Linked DNA regions of Gossypium hirsutum: all the other regions are linked to region 1. A link is a contact called in public Hi-C data. All regions are on one chromosome and are shown on one strand. The core of a region is the stretch at or near the end of the contact, and the rest is flanking DNA. Distances in the headings are between cores, read along the strand shown.

Region 1 (2,700 bases), core at 86-2,585:
GCCCAGAAGTGGCTGCTGACAAAATCATTCAATGTACATTTCTGAGATGAATCTACAAAACGTACATTCTGGGAAAGGTAGAATTTCTTTTCTCACCGGGTTATCTAAACACCAGGTTTAGAGAGCTCCACTTTCTCCATAAAACAAACCCAATAAACAACACCATGAACATAGAATGCCACCACAACAATATCCGGGTCATAAATGAAATAAAATTATAATGACCATTTCTTGGGAAATTGTATTCAGCTTAGTCTTTTCCCAAAATTTTAGTTAACAGAACAATCAATTTTATAAGAACACGAACATACAATCATTGCCCCAAAAGAACTTATTGAGAGGCTGAAGACCAAAACTTCACTAAAACCAAGTACCAATCCTGACAATAAAGCTTAGAAAAAGACAACTACAGTGTGAAAACCCAATCATTTTCCATCAAAATTCAAGGCTTTAAACATCTCCCTTGAAATATTTATCCCACCATTCCCCCTTCAAAGCCGAAGTAACTTTTTATCTTCACCAATCAATTCATCTTCAACAGCTGCAATGACTCTTAACTATAAATTCTCAAAACTAATTCAGTTGCTCCTACTCTCTAACAACCACCATAAAGAAAACCCCCCAAATTTACATTTCTATTTGCACATATTAGGTAAAAAAATCAAATCTATCTATAAGAGGGGAAAAAATAGAAACGAACCAGTAACGGACAGATTTACACTGAGAACAGCGGGTGGTGGTAGGGGCAAAGCAAACAGCACACTGGAACTTGGGATAGTAACCGTACTCCACGGTGGCTTGAGCTTCCACATAGGCGGTTTCATGAGAGACCATCTCGAGTAACCTCGTAACTTCCTCTTTCCTCGCCGCCGCATTCTTCAATTTATGCCGGATTATCAAAAAGACAACAAGAAGGGACACCAAAACGACGACGTCGAACCCTAGAGAACCAGAAACCAGCATTTCTTACCCAATAACTTTTATTCTATTGTACTCCACTTAAAATTAGCCGGCGCCGAGGATGAGGTCCGAACCAGAAAAACCTAAGATGAAAAGGGCTTGGTTATACATAGAAATCTGCGACGACGACGACGGTAGCGATGACGGTGGTGGTGGTTGGAATGGCAAAAAGGGAAATTGAGAAAGTAGTTGAGGTGAGAAGAGGATTTGAGCATCTGGGAGGATCTGAAATAGAGAAAAGGAAATCAGAGGTTTGGCTATTATTAATTTTTTTTTTACGGAGGCTTTTTTTTTTTTTGTTCTTTTCTCTTGTGTTAAAAGGACAAAACTGTTTCTATCACTTCACCATGGATTTTGATGTCTATACTTCCGTTTTCCTTCTTTCAAGCTAAGCTAACTCTAAGGGTAAAATCAAAACTATATAATATTTACTTAATTAGACAAGGAAAAAAAATAATGTTTTAAGGATTAATTATAGAATATTTTTTCAATTAAAAATTTTAACATTCACTCCAAATATAAAATATAAAATATAAAATATAAATATTATCGTAATACAGTTTAAACTTACGCCACATTGATTTCTAATAAAAATTTTAATCAAATAAAAATGAAAAAGTCATCATATTCTTAAGCATTTCAAATATTAATTTATAATGATATTTATTTAAAACTCTAATCATATTTGTAACTTTGGAAAACGGAAGATGAAGAATGATGATGACAAGATCCTTTCAACTTAAAAAACTCATATATTAGTTGAAACAGCTAAAAGGACCATTTTTATGTATAATGAGAGTTGAATTTTAGTTAGAACACACACTGAATTTAGTTGCTTGCGAAATCCAACCATGAAAAGCAAAGGCCAATGGGACTGGGAGAATCATTTCAAATGTCCAATCTTACATTAACTTCATCACCTTCCCCATTTTTCCTGTAGCCAAAGCCCATGCGTTTTCTTTCTTACCCAAGACTTCAATAAATTAAATAATTAATTAACGAATTTGTTTAGTATATTATATGATTAAATTGTTTGATGAATGTAATTTTTGGAATATTAAAGATTAAAGGATAATGTTTAAAAAATAAAATAAAATAAATTCATCATTTACCTTTTATTATAGCTTATCAAGAAAAATTTACTTAAAAATTTAATAATTTCAAATCCTACATAAGATTTTAGATTTAAATTTTGTGAATAAAAAGAATAAAGTAAATTATACAAAAAATTACTCAATTTTGGTTTCAAGAACAAAATAGTCACTCAACTTTCAATTCAGTTACTAAATTTTAAAAAAAATAATAAATCAGTCCCCATTAACTATTTCCAGTTACTACAGACTTAACGAAGCCGTCATTTTCCATTCTTCTCTCCCCCTCCCCTCCCTTTACTATCCCTCTCCCTTTTCCCCACCATCATCCCCCTACTCTGATTCTCTCCCTCTTCCTCACTGTACATGAAAAGGATGGAAAATGACAGGTCCATGAAATATGAAAAATAGTTAGTGGTGATAGATTTGTTATTTTTTAAAAATTTAGTGATTGAATTGAAAATTGAATGACTATTTTGCCATTGAGATTAAAGTTAAATAAGTGTTGGTGTAATTTATCTAAAAAAAATTAGTATAAGTTATCTCTTATTTAGAAATAACTCTGATTTCACATTTAGTTAGAAACCAAAGATAATAATTAGATTATAAAAGATCCATTTTAATTTAAAATTGATTAAGCCAAAGTGTA
Region 2 (2,700 bases), core at 115-2,614, 180 kb after region 1:
GGAGCATTTATGCTTCAATGCCCAAGATTAGACTACGAAGTCAAAGGACAGAAGACCACCAGACTTTGCCATCTTTTTCAACTTGGATTTGGTCCATTAATTAGCCCAACACAATCAATTATCAGGGGTAGCACGTGTTGCCATTTATTCCCATGTATTTATAACCCTCACCTCTTTTTACCAACCGATTAAACTAAAATTTGAGATTAAGATATAACTTTCTTAAGTTATAATGACTGAATTGATAATTAATTTGAATAATTAATTAAGGAGAATTCACATATTTTATATAAAGTAAGATTCCAACAACAAGTTTTGCAAGCTAAATCACATATATATTACCAATGGCTATTTCACTTAGAAGAAGCCAAAATTTTGTGTTAGGAAAATCAAAATAAAATTAAAAAGTTTTGAAGGATCAATAGCATAAATTTTGCATCAAAAGACTTAAATTATACATTTTATTTAAATATCAAAAATCAATTTAATCTTTTCAACCAAGAGGGACAAAGGCTTCTATCACTTGGGGTCAAATCTAACTTAATCCAAATCAATTTAAGCCCAATTTAAGAAAGAGTAATTCAATCATACTCTTCGTTTCTTTTTTAATTTTTTGAGTAAATTACATCCAAAGTCGTTAATTTATTAATAAGTTTATGTTTTGATAACTAAACTTTAAAAAATTACAAAATGGTTAATGTTCTATTCGTAAGTTTTTATTTAAATCATTAAATCATTAAATCATTCAAAAAAATTTTATTTAAATCATTAGATTGTTGAGTATTTTTTTAAAAGTCCAACTAGTGAGCTCTAATTGACAATTTGACAATCAATACGGTGATTTAGTACCCATTGACAAGTAGAAGAACATATCTTAGATCCAAGTTGATCTAACGGTCAGTGTCAGAGATTGGAGAAGAAAGTTGTTTGGTTTGGTTCATAGATTCGTGATGTCCAATATTGGAGAAAGTAATGAGAGCTTTCGACTAGTATAAGCGGTAAAAACAAAATAGGTCATGCAATAATGATTTTAATAACTTATTGACTTAAATAAAAACTTTCGAATAGTTTAGTGACCATTTTACAATTTTTTAAGATTAACTGACTAAAACGTAAACTTACTAATAATTTAATGATCTTTACTGTAATTTTTTTTTCAACATCATGAATCTTTTGGACTCCAACACACCTTTCGATTGCTTATTCCCATTTTATATGTCCAACGGACATCTTGAAAAGCCTTTCTTCAATCCAATCCATTGGACCAAAAATTCCCTCGATTTGACCATATTAATGACCACTTGGTGTCCAAACAGAGAGCATGTGGCATCCCACACATTATGAGTTGCAAAAATTGGAAGGGTGTGAGTATTGGATTGGAGGAGAGAGATGGGTTTTTAATGGTAATGAAGTGTCATAGTCGTTTCAACTATAAATTGAAAGGCTCAAAAAGAAAAAGGGTATCAATCTACCTCCGACCATGTAAGGTGCAAAAGCCAAAACTTCTTTCTTTAACTTTTTTCAGATTCCTCATTTCAATTTTCATTGCTTTCCAAAAGGTAACATAAACAATCCAAACGAATCTTAATAGGACCCTCTCCTCTCTCCCTCCTTTTCTTTATACCTTTGCCTTCCCTTGTTCTGTCTCATATGCATATCTAGGGGCCCAATCTCTGTCACATCTTTCACCCACTTCTTACATTTCTTTTTACACATCATATATTAGAAGCGTTGATGAGTCGAATTGTCATCATACATATATAATTGTTTAATTTTAATTTAATTTAAAATATAATACTAAATGAAATCTATTCATATTTACAAAATTAAACAAAATTATAAATTTTAAAATTCAAATGTAAGACGAATTCTTAAAAATTGTCTTGCTTTGAATTCATTCTTTTACTCTTTTTAAAGGGTTATTACAACAAATATTTTGATTTTGTTTCATCAATGCATAACAACATGTATTCATAAGATTAATTTATTTATCTATACTAATTATATTAAGTGAGTTGATATTGTGAGTTGATCGGATATCAATTCAATTTAAAAATTATTACAATATTTTTACTTTTATAAAATAACAAATAAATATGAAGATATTTTTATCTTTTCATATTTTTAATAAAATAATAATATAATATAATTCAAACTTGGGAAAATGAACCAAACCATTTCAACTAAACTTTTTTTGGTTTTAGTATACAGTTTTTATAAATATATTTTTACATGGTTTTTTTTCTTACCCTGATTGTACCATAAAACTAGTTATCATATTAAGACTATTTTTTTAAAAGCATACTACAATCAAAATACAAATACATGTCTGATTTAGGGTGTAGAATCAAATTACTACATTGCAAACGGATTCAGGACTAGAATAAAAAAGTCAAACTATTATAGCTTAAACCAATTATGAGCTGAAACAATCCGGACTACAAATTGACTAGTTAGACTAAATCTCACACATCACAACAACTCATGATGAGACTAAGAGACCTATATATTTAATTGTCCATGGTGGATCTTGAATATGAATATTTAGGACTCAAGGTCTTTGACTTTGACAATTGTACCAAGTACTCATTAGCATTAAGAATATAGTTAAGTATGTTTTTATTTTTAAAGTATACTTAATTATGTGTTGAATTGAAAGCTTTCGTGTATGCATATTTTATTAATAAAATATGGAGGGTG
Region 3 (2,700 bases), core at 124-2,623, 240 kb after region 1:
GGAAATTAAGTAATCTTATGTTTATATATATATATAATCCCGGTCTCCAAAGGGAGATCATGCTTCACCGGTTCTTCCTTCTTTTGTCTCAATGCTCTTCCATTTTCATCATGCCTCTTGCATTGCATTGCATTGCATGTCTCCACTTTGCTTCAGTGCTTCATTATGTAAACCCATTTTGGAATTAAAATAGTGCTTTTTTGGAAATGCAACAAGAAGGGAAATAGATTAGAACTAAAATAACTTAAGTTCCCATTAACATTACGTGATAACCTAATTTAAACCCAACATAATAACACTGTTAAGTAGTCCATGCCCAACATCATAATCACTATCAAAGTACCCTTCCCTCCCCAGATGGTCAACCCTAAAAAATGTACACATCTAAAGTTCCCTCATAATCTGTTTCTAGGGTTTCTTACCAAGAGTGTGCTTGTTATTATGCATCCAAACTTTCAAAACATGCCTTTTGACCCCAGTTTCGTTGCAGAACTGTTGAACAATCTCTTCATCATGTTTCTGAATCCGCCACCCTAGTCTCTCAGCTAAACTCAGCATCTTCTCCTTTTGTTCCTGCGTAAACTTTGTTCTAAATCTCTTCCTTGAGCTTCCTTGATTCGAAGCATCCTCTTGATCTTCTCTGCTGTGTCCTCCTCCTCCTGAGGTTGATGGTAAAGCTAATGGCCTTTGTTGTCCGGCAACGTGGAGGTACCCTGTTGGTGCTCTAAAGTAAGGCGCAAATTGCGGTGGCTGGTGGTGGTGGTGGTGATGGAAGTAGAGGTCCGTGGTGTGGACGGAGTTTGGGGAGCCAAGCTCAGATTCCTTGCGGTGGAAGTTACGGTGGCAGTTACAAGCCGCGCATTTGAGAGCGTCGAGGGTGCCTTCAGTTCCAGCCGGCATGAACTCACCGCAACCGTCGAGAGCGTGACCGCCGATCCCCACCGCATGGTTCTTCAAACACTCCCTATACCTAGGCTTCCTCTGCTGCTGCTGCTGCTGCTGACCCGTTGGAGTTACTGAACCAGGTTCAACACCTGACATTTTGAGTCTAGACGAGTTTCCCAGCGAGTCATAACTCGGTGTCAAACCCATCTCTTCTTCCTGCTCTTCTTGATCCTCAAACTCCATTTCCCCTCCCTTCAACAGGAATTATGTAATTTTAATAAAAAAATTCAACAGTTTTTTTTCCTAATTAATAGAGAAGAAGAAGACGAAGATAAGAGGAATAAGAGAGTGTGGCCATAAATTTTGTTTTTTGGGTAATTTCTTCCCTTTATATCTGCAAAAAGAAAGCTGTTTCTGTGTCTGTGTGTGTGTGTGTGTGTGTGTTTTGGTTTCAAAGGGGGGCGTTGAGACCGTCTTGATATAAGCCTTCCCCCTTCCTCTGAAATCAAATCACTTGATAGCTGCTTCTCTAATTGATTTTTACTGCGCTGTAAAATATAATTTTAACCTTTTGTTTTTTTACCGTGAAGCGAACAAGAGTGTGGCTACAGTGATGATAGCAGGGATTGGGTTTGGGGTTTGGCCATTATTGGCTACAGTCTGCAGAGCGGACTTGAAAATGCATTCCAACTCTTCACGCGCCAAGCAAAGCACTTCACAAATTTTGTTTTTGCATAATCTTAAAAAATTCAATGGTATGAGATATTGTGTTTTCAAGTAGAGATAGATAGTGGTTTGAAATTTGGAGGAAACATTGTTGAAAGAAATAATTATGAATATTGAATATGAATTATAAAATAGACATAAATGATATAAAAAAAAGTTAATTCTTAAGTATTTGTTATTTAAATATTACGGTTATCTATTTTTTTTAAAATTCATAGGATGTGAATTATAAGTTTGGAATCTAAAGCATTATGGTTTTCACTATTTCAACTAAAACCACATTTATTAATAAGCTATTTGATCTATAAAATTGTTCAATTTTAAACAACTAAAATTATCTCTAGCGGCGACTGTAATACCCCTTACTCGATTTGACTACAGGTGTATCGACTTCATGATGTTGCCCCTATTTTGATAAAAATCTCATTTGGTACCTTATTCTCAAACCAACACCTAGATGTATTCATCCAACTCTACACAAGTGTAATACTATTATACCATGCCAATCTAAACCTATTCAAGCATATAATCATCAAAATCAACCATTCAAAAACATGCAATTCAAACTTTTGATCATTTAGGCATATTCATTTCCATTTTAACTATCCATATTTGTAACACTTCAATTGCCAATTCAAGCATGATTCATTATCCAATATGGAAACTAAGCAATTCAAGGAACTTGACATGAACTAACCAAAGTATACACTGAGCTACAAATCATGCTTAACATTAGATTTTATCATTTCTAATCATCCATCAACTTAACTATTTCAGCTAGCTCACATGCAACCTATAACATATTAATTAATACAAGTTAAATATCATCATTCTTAATGGTACCAAATTTGACCAAACCATGAATCAATAGGTTATATGCCATGTTAAGCATTCAAAATCACCCATCACCACATTTACCATACAACTTTCAACTCCAAAATGACCATTTGCACACTATCAACATTTAGAATTAAAACGGACATAATTCTACCGTCTTATTGATAGTGTGTGCTTCGCGTTGATCTGGCTAGGCAAGTTCCTCAATGTAATGATCCACAATGGAAGAAAACAACTAGAGTAAGCATTTAG

Evidence for each region. Hi-C and Micro-C count contacts between places; a contact is called where the count stands out from the background.
Region 2: a contact with region 1 is called in a Hi-C map of leaf, with 3 times the contacts expected there. The contact joins the enhancer-like site here to the promoter of LOC107951695 in region 1. A contact is called at or near these places in 3 of 34 Hi-C or Micro-C datasets (leaf and petal).
Region 3: a contact with region 1 is called in a Hi-C map of leaf, with 2.7 times the contacts expected there. The contact joins the promoter of LOC107951698 here to the promoter of LOC107951695 in region 1. A contact is called at or near these places in 3 of 34 Hi-C or Micro-C datasets (all in leaf).

What each region holds. Positions count from the first base shown.
Region 1 is chrA02:98,636,275-98,638,974 of Gossypium_hirsutum_v2.1, reverse strand. It overlaps LOC107951695 (ubiquitin carboxyl-terminal hydrolase 17), which reads right to left and starts at 1,335. Exons shown (of 11, transcript XM_016886820.2): 1 at 701-1,335. The coding sequence starts at 963.
Region 2 is chrA02:98,453,260-98,455,959 of Gossypium_hirsutum_v2.1, reverse strand. No RefSeq gene overlaps it. Among protein-coding and RNA genes, the nearest start is that of LOC107952321, 23 kb to the right of the region's middle. Within about 2 kb of position 1,364, at least 3 of the 9 cell types and tissues checked have an H3K27ac peak or open chromatin away from gene starts, as enhancers often do. A contact at or near this core is called in leaf, where this site is marked.
Region 3 is chrA02:98,391,722-98,394,421 of Gossypium_hirsutum_v2.1, reverse strand. It overlaps LOC107951698 (zinc-finger homeodomain protein 2), which reads right to left and starts at 1,373. Exons shown (of 2, transcript XM_016886824.2): 1 at 423-1,373; 2 at 1-158. The coding sequence starts at 1,128. The coding sequence ends at 109.